Linked DNA regions of Sus scrofa: region 2 is linked to region 1. A link is a contact called in public Hi-C data. All regions are on one chromosome and are shown on one strand. Each heading gives the region's core, a stretch centred on a gene start, on an enhancer-like site or on the middle of the called end of the contact. The rest is flanking DNA. Distances are from core to core; before and after follow the strand shown.

The links. A called contact is a pair of places that touch in the nucleus more often than the background predicts.
Region 2: a Hi-C map of subcutaneous adipose tissue shows a contact between it and region 1, with 3 times the contacts expected there. The contact joins two enhancer-like sites. A contact is called at or near these places in 1 of 5 promoter capture datasets (liver), 19 of 47 Hi-C or Micro-C datasets (adipose tissue, alveolar macrophages, brain and 11 more) and 1 of 2 datasets of contacts at active chromatin or transcription factors (skeletal muscle).

The regions. Positions count from the first base shown.
Region 1 is chr10:49,792,858-49,795,557 of Sscrofa11.1, reverse strand. No RefSeq gene overlaps it. Among named protein-coding and RNA genes, the nearest start is that of MYO3A, 170 kb to the right of the region's middle. Within about 2 kb of position 1,292, at least 32 of the 83 cell types and tissues checked have an H3K27ac peak or open chromatin away from gene starts, as enhancers often do. A contact at or near this core is called in adipose tissue and subcutaneous adipose tissue, where this site is marked.
Region 2 is chr10:50,256,084-50,258,783 of Sscrofa11.1, reverse strand. All of the region lies in intron 3 of LOC102166141 (a long non-coding RNA gene), which reads right to left. Among named protein-coding and RNA genes, the nearest start is that of THNSL1, 53 kb to the left of the region's middle. Within about 2 kb of position 1,408, at least 25 of the 83 cell types and tissues checked have an H3K27ac peak or open chromatin away from gene starts, as enhancers often do. A contact at or near this core is called in adipose tissue and subcutaneous adipose tissue, where this site is marked.

The DNA of each region.
Region 1 (2,700 bases), core at 43-2,542:
GAGAAAGTACAGTGATGCTAGGGTGCCTCAGAGGGGTCAATGCAGCTGCAACAGTCCAAGAGCTCAGGAGCTGGCAGCCCTGGCTTGGAGCAGAGCTGCTCACCAAAGCTGGCAGACCCCACTGGTATTCAGGGTGGCTGGGCGGCAGAGCCACCTGATGATGCCCAAAAGAGCCATTTCACATGGTCCCATGTCATGCTGAGTCCCGCTGCCTAAGGTGTGTTTCCAGGGCCCCCTCAGGGCTTCAGGCATCCCCTTCTCACACCAACCGTCTCCATGACCCAGCTGCTGAGTGGCTTCTCCCTGGATCCTCTATTTTGCCTTCTCCTGGAAGTCTGTTTCCTTTTCCTGCATCCCAATCAACTGTTCTCCATTTAAGGATCGTGTGGAGATGGGGCTGCAGCTTCAGGAATTATTCAGCTTCCATCCCCAGATCACAATTTAACCCAAAGGGAATCACAGTAGGACCATTGTAATTAGCGAAGGAAAGCTCGGAGGATAACTTTGGACACATCTAGGGTGACGGGGCCCCTTTCTTGGACTCCAATTTTAATTACGACCAGGGGCCATGTAGCTCCTCTAGATAGTGGACATGCCTTCTTCGGGTGATTATGAAACTGGAAGAGATATTACATTGCTTTCCAGGCCACACTCAAGATGTGTATATTTTTGTCACTAGGTTTTTGCCATGGCTTTAAATAGTCCACCTGGAGAAGCATTTTGAGATCCGGGAATTTATCTTTGAGATAATTTCTCCTCTTTGTCAGCTTTGGGGCCATTCTTTGGCACAAGATACATGCTGTTATGATATTGCAATCTACTGGGATAAAAATAACTTGTGATGTCAAACCCTCAGCCCAGGAGTGCTGCCCTCACCCAGATTATCTACCAGGAGGGGAAGCAGGGTGGGCCCAGCCCAGAGCCTCCCCAGGGACAAAAATAGAGTGCTAATGGCCTGCAGTGACAGGGAAGAGAGTGGGAAGTGGACAGATATATTTATAAAGAAAAACGGCTCTGAGCATCTGCTAAGTCCCATTCTCTTGTTTTTTCCCCAGGTCTATTTCTGGTTCCTCTTTCCACGGCACAGGCAGCGCCTTAAAATAAAGAGCCTTGCTCCTGCTGGCCCTGGCCTCCAACCGAGCTCTGAAGGAGGCAGGCCATGAATGATGATTGTCTGTGCCTGGCGTTTTAATTGAAAAACATTCCCCGAAGTGGAAAGACACACAGAGGAAGTGATCTCATCGTCATTGATTTTTCCCAACTTTCAGTTTGGTTTCTCTGTGGTGAAACTCAATACAGCAGCGTCCCTTAGAGGTGAAGCTCAGAACTGCAGGGAAAGGGGGCTGCCTGCCAATGACCAAGAGGAAGAAACAGTTTCCAGAGGCTACATTTCAAGTCTGCTGCAAAAATATTGACTTTTCTCACCAGAGCCGCTCAGAGTAGCTTCTCCCTCCTGTGCTTTTCTCTGGAGCCACTTTTTACAGTTTCTTTATCTCTTTCTTTCTCTCTCTTTTTTTTCTTCCTTCCTTCCTTCCTCTTTCTTTCTTTTCTTTCCTTCCTTCCTTTCTTTCTCCCTCCTTCCTTCCTTCCATCTTTCTTTCTTTCTCTCTCTCTCTTTCTTTCTTTCTTTCTTTCTTTCTCTTTCTTTCCCTCTCTCTCTTTCTTTCTCTTAAATGGCTGCACCCATTTAAAAAGTGGCATATGGAAGTTCCTGGGTAAGGGATTGGATCCCAGCTGCAGCTTCGACCTAAGCAGCAGCACAGGCAATGCTCCAACATGAGCCTCCACAATGACCTCAGCGGCAGCAGTCTGACTGTTGGTGCACTCCACCACAGCAGGGACTCCCACAGTTAATAATCCAGCGGGAGTGGCCTTACCCCAGCTTCAGGTTTGTATCAGATGCACAAGAGGAATCCTAGGGAATTACATGCTGCATATGAATTTAGAACTCCTGTCCAGAAATAGGGAAACGAAATGAAAATTGTATTACCCTCCACTCAAGATTCTTGTGAAACAAAGTTTATTTGGGAAAATATATTAATGACACATATTCATGGTGTGTGACTCTACCTACAAACACATATTAATCATTATCATCAATCACTCTAAAGATCTTAGAATAAACTCATTTATCAAAAGGCACACTTTCTTCTTTTTCCTGTGGAAAAAAAACTTCCTACATACAAATAAATATGAAATCACAGAAGCAAAAGAGTAGACTGTGTTTCTGTCTGTTGTAGCAGAAATAGAGATAAAAATGCTGTAAATTAGCTATTTTTGTATTTTTACTACACACCTTTGATGCATCCACAAAAATAAGGTTTTGTTTCTCCCCTTAATATCCAAATGGTAGGAGATCCCGTTGTGGCTCAATGGAAACAAATCTGAATAGCATCCATGAGGACACAGGTTCCATCCCTGGCCTTGCTCAGTAGGTTAAGAATCCAGTGTTGCTGTGAGCTATGATGTATTTCGCAGACGTGGCTCAGCTCTAGCGTTCCTATGACTGTTGCATAGGCCAGTGGCTACAGCTCCAATTCAACCCCTAGCCTGGGAATATCCATATGCTGTGGGTGTGGCCCTAAAAAGACCAAAAAAAAAAAAAAGAAAGAAAGAAAAAAAATCCAAATGATAAACATCACAGAATATAAGAAAGGAATTTTACAGATTGCACACATCAAGGAATTTGACCTCAAATCT
Region 2 (2,700 bases), core at 159-2,658, 460 kb before region 1:
TACAACAAAACCATTTTCAGTGATTACTGTAAAATCAAAAAAGAAATAATAACGCCCACAAAAGAAACACAATGGGATTTCTCTTGTTATAATACTCGACAATAAACTGCAGCAATAGCTTACAACTTTGATCAGCGAAAGTTTGTTTTTTTTTTTTTTTTTTTTTTTTTTTTAGGAAGAGGTATTTTTATCAATGACATTGTTTAAAATTGCTGGCAGAGGTGATAAAAAAGTAAACCAATTGTGGTCAGATTCTGATTGCTTTTTTTTTTTTTTGGTCTTGTTTTGCCTTTTCCAGGGCCGCTCCCGCGGCATATGGAGATTCCCAGGCTAGGGAATCTACGCCACAGCCACAACAACGCGGGATCTGAGCCGCATCTGCAACCTACACCACGGCTCATGGCAACACCAGATCCTTAACCCCTGAGCAAGGCCAGGGATCGAACCCGCAACCTCATGGTTCCTAGTCGGATTCATTAACCACTGAGCCATGATGGGAACTCCTCTTATTGCTTAAATTCTCTACAGACAAGACGTCACCTTATTGCCTGTATCCTGGTCTTAAGGGGTCCCACTGTTCTGCTCTGATTGGCCACTGGATTTTCCCCAAACTCTTCTCTCTCCCAATTACCCAGTGTTTAAAAGTCTCCAATTCCTTTCTCTAGATGGGTGAAAGGCTTTCAGAATGAGAATATTCTGGAGTAGTATCACTTGGGCCTCATGAAGATTTTCATTTTAATCTTCGTTTATCACAGCCTATCCTGGGGGTTGAGTCATTCATTCTTCCAAGCATTTACTCAATATGTTTAATCATCCTACAATATGGGCCAATGAATGTGGCTGGGCTATGTCCTCAGGGAACGCAGGGTCCCGTGGGAGACACAGACGCAGGAAGCAGCAGTTGACATTCAGCGTGAACAGGGCTGGGTGTCAGCTCCGTGAGGGGCTGACGGAGAGGGTGTTAATGGAGCAGAAACACCCCTGGGGAAGCGGGGAGCCAGGCTGCCGAGCAGCATCTTTACAGCCCACGCTTACAGCCAGAGGCGCTGTGACTGCGGGCTGTGCCTCCCTGCAGAGGTGGTTCTGCAGGCGATGAATATTCTGAAAAGCCTCATTTCCTCTGCTGTGGGTGCCAATGGGGAGGAGAGGGTCTCGTTAGCGTGGGGAGGAGGGAGAGACTGTGGGATGCTCTGGAGGAAAGGCAGGACCACCACTTCCTTCACAAACACCCCCATCCTGCCTGATGCCGTGACTCTCTTCGGGCCCTTGTTTCCTGACGGGGGCTTTGCTCTGAAACGTGGAATGAACCTCCTTCACATGAATTTCCCATTAATTAACACACTACTTCCTCTGTGTAGACAGCTGGCGAGAGTTCTGAGGTAACTGAACTCCTGCCAAACTGTCCATCTTGTGCCTGCTTTGCATAATGAGCCTTGTCTGAGGTCCGACTTGGGTAGAGAAACTGGTTCTGGGACACCCTCCCCCAGGAGCCGATTTTCTAAGCTCTGGTACGCAAATGGCTGATGGAGAGCATAACCCCTTCAGGGCGACGCCTGGAGCAGGAGCAAGGCGAGCTTACCTTGTTTTATGAGTCCTGGAGCTGTTTTCTTTGGGGAGGTTGGGGGAGATGCAGAGGAACTGGGTTTAAATCAGAAAAGCTTTGAGAAGATCTGTGACCAGTCATTTGAGGTCAGTGCTGGGCTGAACTCCTTGACCAGGAGCTCAGCCAGGAGGCTGTGGGCCAGGCTCATTAGCATCTGAAAGCAGGAGTGGGGGACTCGTCAGAAGCCTGGCTCCCCTCAGCTTCCAGAGTCTGGAAAAAGAAGCAGAGACTGTCAGACCTGCTTGCTCCTGCTCGCTTCCTCCTCCTCGTCTTAAAGCAAAAGGGAGCTGCCTCTTGGATAAAGGCCCTGGGGGCCAGTACAGAGGGATGGTGTGGGTGATGTGGAGAGGGGGACATTTTCTGAGCCTCATTATCATTCTCTGAAATACTGTTTTTTGGGTCCCTAAGGGCTCTCCCATGCTGAGGATTGGCCTTAAGGTTCAGTCCTGCCCTGAGGTGGAGGGGCTTGTGCAGAAAGAATGGGCCAGCTCAGGCCCATCTCGGGTCTCGTCTCCTTGTGTTCTGATGAGTGGAGAAGCACCGAGGAGTCTTGATTGTCATTTTGTTCACAGAGGGCTTATTCTTGCATTGAGGTGATCACATACAAGGGCTTTAAAAGGAACAACGCAGAGCCCTTGCTCTCAAGGAGTTCTAACTGTGAAAACAAGACGTATACCTATAACAAATGGGAAACCATTCAAGACTGCAAAGCAGCTTCCAAGCCCTCACAGGGAAGCGTCAGGAGGTAGGGTGCCAGCCAAGTGTTCAGAGGAACAGGTTCTCAGAATTCACAGGGGGATTGATGACAGCGTGCTGATTCATGGCGCAGGAAGCAGCCACCAGGTAACACTAACAGAGCTCTTTGGGGGAAAAGAGAAGTGGCAGAAGCTGCAAACTAGATGAATGAGGTCAAGGTCACCAGAGCCATGTCTTCTAACAGGGATCAAAAAAAAAAAAAAAAAAAAAAAATGTCCCTCAGCCACACACTGGGCCCGCTGTGTTGGACCTGAGGCAGGGTGAGAGATGGCAGGGGGCCTGTAAGAACTGACTCTTCTGATGAATGGAAGGCAACTTCAAGGGCTGCTAGATCAGTGCTA